Regions from separate parts of the Mus musculus genome. Here region 1 is linked to region 2. A link is a contact called in public promoter capture Hi-C data. All regions are on one chromosome and are shown on one strand. Each heading gives the region's core, a stretch centred on a gene start, on an enhancer-like site or on the middle of the called end of the contact. The rest is flanking DNA. Distances are from core to core; before and after follow the strand shown.

What was found. Promoter capture Hi-C pulls out the DNA fragments that hold promoters and counts their contacts.
Region 1: a promoter capture Hi-C map of liver shows a contact between it and region 2, with 5 times the contacts expected there. The contact joins two enhancer-like sites. A contact is called at or near these places in 3 of 39 promoter capture datasets (embryonic stem cells and liver) and 4 of 115 datasets of contacts at active chromatin or transcription factors (embryonic hindbrain, extraembryonic endoderm stem cells, forebrain and 1 more).

Annotation. Positions count from the first base shown.
Region 1 is chr11:114,683,296-114,688,609 of GRCm38.p6, forward strand. Ttyh2 (tweety family member 2) reads left to right here. Exons shown (of 14, transcript NM_053273.2): 2 at 3,099-3,271. Among named protein-coding and RNA genes, the nearest start is that of Ttyh2, 10 kb to the left of the region's middle. Within about 2 kb of position 1,871, at least 71 of the 459 cell types and tissues checked have an H3K27ac peak or open chromatin away from gene starts, as enhancers often do. A contact at or near this core is called in liver, where this site is marked.
Region 2 is chr11:113,724,247-113,729,893 of GRCm38.p6, forward strand. It overlaps Cdc42ep4 (CDC42 effector protein (Rho GTPase binding) 4), which reads right to left. Exons shown (of 2, transcript NM_001163346.1): 2 at 2,604-5,419. The coding sequence starts at 5,317. The coding sequence ends at 4,268. Among named protein-coding and RNA genes, the nearest start is that of Cpsf4l, 18 kb to the left of the region's middle. Within about 2 kb of position 1,410, at least 23 of the 459 cell types and tissues checked have an H3K27ac peak or open chromatin away from gene starts, as enhancers often do. A contact at or near this core is called in liver, where this site is marked.

The DNA of each region.
Region 1 (5,314 bases), core at 621-3,120, 960 kb after region 2:
GTGGTGGGACACACTTGCTATCCCAGCACTTACAGCAGGGGAATACCAAGAGTATAAGAAAAACCTGGGCTACATAGTGAGCTCAAGGGCGCCATGGGGACCCAACCATGGCCTATGCACCCACAAGTCTCTGTGTCTTGGCCCCGCTGAGTGGGTCAGTTTAAAGAAGTTAACCTACTGGGAGAAGATTGTTAACCTCTGTTGACATTAATCTGTTGCTTCTGCACTTGAAAACACTTTGACGAGTTAAGTTGGCGTGGGGCCAGCTCTAGCCTTGTCTGGTTCTTTGGGATTCTTTTGTCATTTGCCCTAGTCATGCTGTGAAGAGACACCATGACCAAGACAACGCTTATAAAAGGAAAACATTCCATTGGGACTGGCTTACAGTTCAGAGGTTTAGTCCATTATCATCGTGGTGGGAAGCATGGCAGCTCGCAGGCGACGTGGTGCTGGGGGAGCTGAGAGTTCTATATCTCAGGGAGCAGGGAGGGGAGAGGGAGGCGGGGAGAGGGGGAGAGAGAGAGAGAGAGAGAGAGAGAGAGAGAGAGAGAGAGAGAGAGAGCATGACTTGAGCTTCTGCAGCCTCAAAGCCTACACACACCAGTGACAAACTTCCTCCAACAAGGCCACACCTACTCTGACGAGGCCACACCCACTCCAAGGCCACACCTCCTAATAGCTCCGCTCCCTATGGGCCCATAGTGGGGCCATTTTCATTCAGATCATTACACCGTTGCTTATTGTTGATTTTTGAGACAGGGTCTCACATGGCTCAGACTAAGATGACATTGAGCTTCTGATCCTCCAGCCACTTCAGGCCCACCCACCAGCTCAGGGTTCTCAAAGGGAACGTCATCTGTTCGGCCTAGGTGTCCCCTCCAAGTGGGGCCCACTTAGGTGCGCACCGCCATGCCCAGTCTTCCGTGATGTGGGGAGGGAAACCTGGCCTTCCAGCTTACCGAGCAAGCACACCGCCTTCTCTACCGCGGCCTCAGCTCCTCCTAGTTCCGGCTGTGATGGGCTTTTTGGGTCTGACTTGTTCTCCAGCTCCAGGGAGGTATCCCTCTTCTGTCAGAGGCCAGTGTGTAGTATAGTATGGTGACTTTGTGTAGTGAGCCTCTAAAGCTCCCCTCCCCCACCCCCAGCCTCCTTTGCAGTGAAAGATGCCTTCCAGAGAGGTAGGCAGTGACTTCCCACCACCTTATTGGACAAGAGCCTCTTGAGGTCAATCTGAGGGACAGATGTGTTAGCGAGTACGCCGGGCCTCCTGCCTCAGCTGAGGACTGTGGGGGATGCTATGCTCAGAGCTGCTGCTCCACCTTCTACCTCCTAGAGAAGGAGGAAGTGGAGGAGGAGGGGGAGGAGGAGGGGGAGGAGGAGGGGGAGGAGGAAGAGGAGGTCCCTTCCATGCTTGAGTGTTGCTGGGATGGAAGTGGAAGCCCTGTGCTAAGTGACATGAGACATCTCACATGTCCCCTCAGCTGACCTGTCACTTCCAGATTTGTCCCTAAGACTGAGACGCCTGTCCAATCAGGGTTCGCATCAGGACAGCCCATGTCAGAGGCCCCACAGGCTGCCTGCATCCTCACATAGTAGGCAGCTGAACAGCCACCCACAGGGGTCATCTGCATACAGTCTACCCAGTCTGCAGCCACCAGCCTCTGCGCTGCAAGTCACCACCCTGAGCTCACCCTGCAAACACCGTATTTTCTCTCAGACCTTGGTGTCCTGTGGCCATCACCAGATCACTACCACCCACACAGGTTCCCTAACCAAAGAACCAGGTAGAGCTACCCCCTCCCCCACCCCCTGGGACACTGGACTTTGGGTGAGGGCAACACTGAGGCCTCATGGGAAGCCAGGAGGCTGTCAGCTCAGGAGCCTGACGTAGAGCCAGGTCCAGCCCTGGCTGACGGCCACTGATCCCGGGGCCATCTGGTGTCCATCTGGCCAAATCAAGGGATTTGAAGATACAGTGGAGGGGGACACCTGGGCCTCCCGACAGACAACAGCTCCCTTTGAAAACTCTGACCTACTAGGAGGGCCTAACAAAGTATACGCACGCGCGCGCGCACACACACACACACACACACACACACACACACACACACACACCCTCAACAGTCTGCCCTGCTTGCTACCAATGGCATTGTGGGTCAGCTTTCCCTGGCAAGATGCAGCAAGGAGGACACCAAAGATTATCTACCCTGTCTCCTCTCTACCCACCCTTGAGCACAGAACTGGCTTCTAAGGACTCCAGAGAGCCCCAGCACCCAGAAAAGACACATTCCATTTTGGCATAACCAGATTGCTCTAGTATGGTGAGACCTAGGTATGGCAGCACCCATGATCCTCTGCAGCCTTAGCTTAGTGTCACCTGGTCCCTAAGTTTAGTCTCACTGCCAGGCTCTGTCTCTTTCCAGCCCTGTTTGCAGCCAGCAGGTCTTCCTCACTTTCCTGAATGGCTCAGGGCTTGTCATCATCAGGCCTGGCCTGGACTGCATCTTCAGCCAGAAACCTGGGCTTAGCCATGCTACATCGCTGGATTAGTTATTTTTGTCGTGGCTGCCATAAGATTCCTAGCAAAAGAAGCTTGAAGAGGGAAGCGACCGTTTCGGCTTGCAGTCTTAGGGGACACCGTCCATCATGGTGGTGGCTTGTGAAGCCATTGGTCACACAGCACCTGCAGTCGGGAAAACAGGGCTGAGTGCTGTTCCTCGGCTGCCGCCTGTCTCTTTTGTATAGAGCTCTAGACAGTGATGACCCCTCCTACATTTCCGGTGGATCTCCTCGCTTTTGTTAAACTAGAGTCTCTCACACATGGTATCCGGAGATTTGTCTTCTAGCAGATTCTAGATCCCGCTAAGCTTGATAACGCGAATCACCCCGACAGCTGTCCCTCCCCCTTCCTTCCCCTTTCTCCCACCAACCCTTCCCATGCCCAGCTTGTCTGCTTCTCTGCCATCTCCACCCTGGCACCCAAATGTAGGGCAGGCTGTCTGTCTAGAGGGCTGGGCATAAGGATGCTGTATGGTTCGGAGGACCCCACTCCCCACCCCTTGCTGGGCCAGAGCTGACACAGCCTGTCTCTCTTACAGTCGCTGCTCTTCCTGGGGGTGTTGGCTGCCATTGGCCTGGGCCTGAATCTCATCTTCCTCACCGTCTACCTGGTGTGCACATGCTGCTGCCGGCGGGACCACACGGTGCAGACCAAGCAGCAGGAATCATGCTGCGTGACCTGGACGGCGGTGGTGGCTGGGCTCCTCTGCTGGTGAGTGTCCTATGTACAGGGAAAGCTAACCTATGGCCAGGAAACCCCTCATGCCTCTGCGTCTCATCAGTGTCTAGCCACGTTCACTCCAAGCTAACACCTGGATGAGCAACCTGTCCGTCGCCCAAGCATGGGGAATCTGTCTCTAGTGTGGTGATGTGGGTCAGCATAGTGGACCCCCAACCCTTCTATGAGGCCAGGGCCAGGCCCGGCAGCCAAATGGGTCTCTCTTCAATTGACCAGGTGGATAGTGGGCATTTCTTTTCTCTATACCACTATCCCCTTCCACTGCCACCCTGGATCTGCGAGATCAGAAGTTGGCCCCAGTTGCTTCCTCGTCTTGGGGGATCAGGAGCTTTAGGTAGATCTTCCCTTGCACCCTGACTGAGGGATGAGGGTTCACAGCACTGTGTGAGAGCCCCACCCACCCAGCACCCAGCCATGAGCATGCTAGCTCTGTGTGCTGCAGTTAGTGCCCCCTGGAGATGTTGAAGGGTGTGGCTACCCTCTAGGGTAAGAGTCCCTTGCTACTTGTCTGAAGGACTGGTCTTTGGTTCCAGTCTGCAGAAGGGTCACCTTACTCTTTTTTTTTTTTTTTTAAAGATTTATTTAGCCGGGCGTGGTGGCACAAGCCTTTAATCCCAGCACTCGGGAGGCATAGGCAGGCGGATTTCTGAGTTCGAGGCCAGCCTGGTCTACATTCTATGACAGTCAGGGCTACACAGAGAAACCCTGTCTCGGAAGAAAGAACAAAACAAAAAAAAAAAAGCACGTTTTTCCCGAGTTAATGATTTGTCACATGACACCTCCAGTGACACTCTGGAGAGGGATGGGTGAAGTGATGGTATGGCAGAGTGACTCAGAAGGTGGGTGCTGATATTGCTTGAACGATAACAATACTGACTGGAACTGAGCATGGTGAGTTCCAGGACAACCAAGCTACAACTGTCTCAAGGAGGGAGGGAGGAGGGGAGGGGAGAGGGAGGGAGAGAGGGAGGGAGGGCGGGCGGGCATCTGTGGGGTGTGTGTGTGTGTGTGTGTGTGTGTGTTAGTGTGCCCTCTCACACTTCCCTTTTCCCGAGTTAGTGGTGTGGATGAAAACTCGGGAAGCTGGTTGATTGGCCTCGTGATCCCCAGAGGGGTGGACCACATAGGCTATGAAGGATGACAGAGTCAAGGTTGCAGATGATTTACCCAGGCTGGAATGTTGGAGTCAAGCCAAGCATGAAATTTCATACAGATGGATTTCAAGTTTGGCTTTTGGTTAAAATCAATAGGAAAAAGGATAGACTGAGCTTGACAGATGACAGTTTCCGAGGAGAAAAACCTGGGAGGGGATGTTTACTGACTATGACGTCAGTAAGGACACGAGGGCAGGCCAGTGGGGTAATGGTCTGAGAGAGAGAGAGAGAGAGAGAGAGAGAGAGAGAGAGAACACACATACACACACAGCACAGCTCCACGCACTGCTCAGTCCCAACTAAAGGGTAACATTGGAAACCAGGCATGGTGCCGCAGGCCTGCAATCCCAGGGAGATGTGGAGTCAGGGTCATCCTTAGCTATATGGGGAGCATCAGGCCCAGCTGGGGATACATGAGACCCTGTCTCGTGTGTCTGTCTCAAGAACAGAAGGCAGGAAGTGACAAAGGGGGCACTTAGGGCTATCAGATGCAGTTTGTGGCAGAATTGGAGACTTGTTCCAGCCACCTGAAAGCTGAATCAGGACCCAGCAGGTTCTAGGTTAAATGAGGCAGGCAGGTGTCCTTTCAGCTCCCTAAGAGGGAACTTGCCTGAAGCTAAAACTTCACAGTAGAGGACTAGATCAGGAATATTTAGAGAAAATGGGGTGTGATAGTCTGAGGTTATTTTTTTAAGATTTATTTATTTTATTTATATGAGTACACTGTAGCTGTCTACAGACACACACCAGAAGAGGGCATCAGATCTCATTACAGATGGTTATGAGCCACCATGTGGTTGTGGGGAATTGAACTCAGGACCTTTGGAAGAGCAGTCAGTGCTCTTAACCATTGGGCTATCTC
Region 2 (5,647 bases), core at 160-2,659:
CACATGTGCCCCTTATCACATTAACAGGACGGGGCAGGAAAAGTATGAGTCCAAGACATAGAAACACAACACCTTGGGGATGGTAGGGCAGGAACACGCCTGAGGGAGGGTTGGGTCTGGGCAGGGCAGGCAGTGGGCCCCACACTGGCTTGTTATTGGGTAAGAAGCCTTTGGGGTCCCCTCAGAAGCCTTTGGGAAATCTTAGCTGAGAGATGAATTAAAATGGCAATGTCAAGTTGTCCGAGGTAGGGGGGAATCCTACAGAATATCTCTGAGACCTGGACCAGGCCCGGTGGCTCACACATGAAACTCAAGCATTCTAGAGGAGCCGAATTCAAGGTCAGTTTAAGGAAAAAAAAAAACAAAACAGAATGTAGCCGGCGGTGGTGGCGCACGCCTTTAATCCCAGCACTTGTGAGGCAGAGGCAGGCAGATTTCTGAGTTTAAGGTCAGCCTGGTCTACAGAGTGAGTTCCAGGACAGCCAGGGCTACACAGAGAAACCCTGTCTCGAAAAATAAACCAAAAATAAAGAAAAAAACCAGAATGTGATTTGCTATGTGGAAGCCCTAGGTTTGCTGGGTACAATTCAGAGTCTGAGGTGGGGTTGGTGAAATGAGGGCCTTGTGCCAACCGTAATCCACACCAAGGGCTGCTATGGCTCGGTATACGTTCCTGTTCAGGACATCATCACTGCAGAGACCGGAAGCATGAGGTAGAAGGTGGAGAAGGCAGTCTGAGAGACACTCTATCTCCTCCAGGGTCTACGGGACCCCAGTCAGAGCCGAAGTCCTGTAAGCCCTGCTGTGACAGTTGCTTCTATGTTCAAAACATAGATGCTGCCAAGGCTCCTGACTTCTGGACTTCCAAGAACCCTAGGCCGGTCCTGGGTGGGCAGAGAGCCTTTACTCTCACACCGTGTCCAGGAGGGAAGGGCATCTCTTGCTCCAACACCCAAATCGTTCCTTCTTACCCCAGTCATTGAAGACAAGCTTCAGGCCAGAGGCACCCTAATATTCTCAGGGGCTCCCCTGTGTGCCCTGCCTGGCTCTTTCTCCCTCAGGTTCATTGCCCCACCCTGCTCTTAGCTCCTCATTAAACAGGTCTCTCACTAGGCTTAATGAGCCTGTCTGGGGACAGAGACACAAGGGTGACACTCTTAATTATGCCTTTAATTGCTTCCCAGGGAGAGGATGAATAGGAACAACCCCCCCTTTTTTTTTCTCTTCAGATGCTGCAGAGGTCAGCCAGAATTCAGTTCAAGAATTCCTTGAATGTCCAGAGAGAAAGCAGGGAGCCCTGCCCAGGCTATGCTTTCCTTTCTCGCAGTCATCCCAGGCTGTGGGGTTGTGGGTGTGAGGAAGGCGAGGGCTGAGATCGGAGCCAGGATTGTGGGTGGAAGGGTCACCTGGTTCCCACACCCAGAGCAGACGCACCCTGACCTCCTTTTCCAGAGATGCACCCAGGGGAGGTGGTGGAGGAGTAGAGGCTGTCAATCAGTGATCTCTCCATCTCTATTCCAGAGTGCAGCTTTGGGACAGCCTTGGTGGCCCTGCAGTCTCTCTATCTAGCACTACTGGAATATGGAGATCCCACTTGGCTGAGCACTGAAGCTGAGCCAAAGCAAGCCATCTGGAAGCCATCTAAAGACAAATGGTAGAAAAAGGAGGGGGGGCATTTATCTCAGCCCTCTGCCAAGGGCAATCCCAGGGGTGGCAGTATCCTGCATGATTCCTGGGGCATGAGGACTGAGCCCATCCTGGTTAGACCTGGAGAGTCCCCCTAACATAGGCTCCACCCATCCTGCAAGAGCAGCAGCCCTTCCACTTAGAAAGGGCCAGAGGACAGAAAGGCTCAGTGACCAAGCCCCCATCCCCACCCCAGAACTGATAAGGAGCAGTGGGGACGGCAGAGTCCCAGAACCTGCATGTAGGGCCTGTTCAAGCAAAGAGGCACTGGAGGCTTTGTCCCTCCAAAAGGTGGGATGGCCCCACGCAGGGAAAGAGAGGCTTCCTTGAGCCTTGTGGGGCCAGGAACCGCTGGTTGGCTGTTAATGGTTCATTTCAATGGTCTACTTAATGACATCTGAAAATCAACTGAGATGGGGGGGCTAGGGGTGCATCCTCTCAGAGGCCAGGGGAGAGGGGAGGGGCGAGCAGGATGGGGAGCAACATTTGGAATGTAAATAAATAAAATAATTTAAGAAAATAAATACAATCACCCGAAGAGCTTCTGGGCGTACACGTGTGTGTGTGTGTGTGTGTGTGTGTGTGTGTGTGTGTGTGTGTGTGTGTGTGTGTGTGTGCGTGCACGCGAGAGCACACTCGCACACGCTCGGGGTGGGGTGCATGTTGAGGTAGAAAGGCCCGCCCACCATGGGCAGCACCATTCTCTACGTCAGCTCTAGGCTGTAGAGGGAAAAGGAGCTGAGCCCCAGCATCCACTGTTCGCTCTTCTTGACTGTGGATTGGATGCAACCAGCTGCTCCAAGCTCCTGTGTTTGCCAGAACTAAGACGATCACCAGCCCCCTCCAATCCTAAGACACTCACCACACACACACCCTGCCCTGAAATAGGACCCCAGGAAGAAGAGTCAGACACTAGAAGTGTTAGGAGGAAATTTTAATGTTTTCTTACTGCTTTTTCAATGTCATGGAAAAAAATATAAAGTTTAGAGTTTAGAACCAACCAGGTAGATTTAGGAGAGGGGTGTGTGTGTGTTGTGTGTGTACTGCTGGCCAGAGGCACAGCTCTGTAGCTCAGTCACTGCCTACCTGCGTAGGAGCACCTGTCAGGGGCCCAGTGAGCACTTCAGGGTCTGAATCTAGGAGGGTGGCCTCTGGAAGCACAGCAGCCCATGGCTGGCCACCATCTGGCCAGACTCTGCTTGTAATCTAGCTTGCTCTCTCCCCAGATTCCCACTGGCTGTGCTAGACCAGGGAGCAGGTCAGCCTGCTCCCAGCACAGGAAAGTAATGAGCTACCACCCCCAGGGCTCAGGCCCCTGCCTCTACTAGCGGTCTGGGTAGAGTTACAGGAGCTGAGCAAAACAGCTTTCAGAAGAACAAAACAGCCAGGAGCAGTGGTGCACACTTGCAACCGAAGCTCCTAGGGTAAGGGAGGCTCGCTATGAGCTTGAGGCCGGCTTGGGCTAGAGTGAGACCGTATCCCAAAAAGCCAAAAACAAACAAACAAAAAACCCACTTTCATTTCCCTGGAATTCCAATCAAATACAGTCCCGTCTTGTTTTGTGTTTTTGCGAGGCCTGGCCCAGAGCCCAAGGAGAGGCCACTAACTAGCCAAAGCGTAGCTCACACCCCGGGGAATAATGTATCATTTAAGCATCGTATTCCAGAACTTTTCCTACACAGCCCTCCTTCAGCCACTAACAGCTATGGAGGTGGGGGTTCCGGGACAAACACTGGTGGTGGCTGCCCCGCCACAGTCCAACCTGGGCAGGGTCTGTACACCAGATTCAGGTGAGATAACAGTCACTCAGCCACCAAGACGGTCACTAGTCTCCTGGCAGGGGATTTTGGCAGTGCTCTATTCAGGTTTAAAACATAGTAACAAGGAACAAACACACCCATGGGCAGAGCTGGCCCCTTTCCTGTTCCTAGTGTCTTGAGAGCCCAAGAAGCTAGAAGCAGGGGGTGTTCGTTCCTTCTGTGCCCCATCCTGTCCTGGGATGCAGCCTCTGGGACAGGCTGCATTTAGTGTAATAGTTGAGGCCGTCCCCTGGCTTCAGCTGAACCCCAAAGAATACCAGGCTTCAGTGAGGAGCCAGAGGTGGAAGAAGGAGGAGCTCAAACACGTGAGCACCCCTGCCTCCTGCTGCATATATCTCCTGGGTAGGCTCCAGACACAAGGTGAACAGAAGGGAGCCAAGTGTCCATGACCTTGGAGAGAAGCCCACACCTGGCTTCCCTGCCATTGCGGCAGCAACTCAAACTAACATCTGGCATCCATCTGAGGCCAGGCTGGGAGCAAAGGGCCTGGAAGAGAATGGCTTCCCGCTGGGGCTCGGATCCGTCCCAGGCTGGTGTGGTAAGGAAGGTTAGGTCAGAGTCAGGCCACCAGGCACCAGTGCCCCTGCTACTTTACTTCCCTGGCACCCCAATCCCTGAGGTCCAGGGTCTACTCCAACGAGGCTCTTAGCTGCACCTACAGAGTAAGGTCAAAGGTCATAGAGAAGGTGGCAGCGGCAGCAGCAGCAGGGAAAAGATGCAGCCCAGAGATGTGGAGGCGACTTTCAACTTTCGGTCCAGCCTCAAACTCGGATCTCATCTTCCTCCTCCTCATCCATGAAGCAGAATTCCTTGTCTGGCTGCCTTGGGGGAGCAGCCGCCACCCTGTCTGGGCCTCTGAAAGCTGGGCTGCGCTCCTCAAGGACGCCTGAGGTGTAGCTGGACAGGGAGCTGCTGTCCCGAGTGGTGTGGCTGCCCACACTGCGTGCTGAGCTGGGGCTGGGGGCTACCACCGCCCATCCGTCATCCTCCACAGCGTGGGGGGGCAGCATAGAGGCCTGGTCCCAGCTGGCCTTGCTTTCCTGTCTCCCTAGAGGAGGAACCACCTCCAGCACAGGGGGCGCCTGGACAATGCTGCTGGGGCCTTCCTTGTCACGGTACCCGCCAGCTTCCTCCTCCTCCTCTGAGCCCCACTGGTCCTTGTCCATGATGCTGAGAACATCTCCCAGCATGGAAGGCCCCAGGTCGATGTGGAAGGACAGGATCGACTCTGCATGCTTCAGCCCGTAGCTGACTTTGGGCATGATGGGCAGATCCATCAGGTCCCCAAAGGCCTGCTCGTCAAGGAGTGGGTCAGGTGAGTGGGGGCCTGTGGCCCCGTTCCGATGGGGACTCTTCGGGCCACCATCTCTAGCGTCTGCCTTCTTCACAGGGCTGGACGACAGGCTCTTGGGCAGCTTGCTCGAGTCCTTCTCCGCGGCTTCCTTCTCATTGAGCTGAGGCAGGGACATGGCATTCTTGACAAACAGTGCTGAGTCCCGCAGGGAGCCCAGCATGTCTCTCTGCTCCCGGTCCCCTCTGGTCACGGACTGTGAACGCTTGCTGCCCCGGAACTTCCTGGACAGGAGGCTGAGCTTGGAAGCCGAGGCCTGTTCATCCAGGGACTCGTCGTCTGCCTCCCTGGCCTTGCTAGTGAGGAAAGACGTGTCCCCAAAGGCGTCCCCAGCCCGGCCCACATGCATGGTGTGGCGGAAGTCACCCAGCGGGGCACTGATCATCTCGGCTGTGAGGTCCGCACGTGAGCGGCGCTTCGAGTTCACAGAGCTGGACACCAGCTGTTTGAGAATGGGCATCGTGCTGGCTGCGGGGGAGCTGGGCACTCCCAAGGCAACAGGCAGGTATGGGGTCAGATCTGAAGTCCAGCAATGCAAAGGGTAGACAGGGCAATCAGAGGGCTGTAAGCAGAGAACAGGAGGCAAAGGGTTAGTATAGACTGGTACCCACCAAAAGGTTAATAGACATCCACCCACCAAAGGTCAACCATTTAACCCCTGCTTTCCCATCAAAACTATTAGAAAAATCACCAGCAGTGAATTCCTAACTTCGTCATTTCTTCACCCATGTCTCCTAAACACGGAAGAATATTTATAAGTTGAGCTAGGATTTGGTACCAGAGACGTATT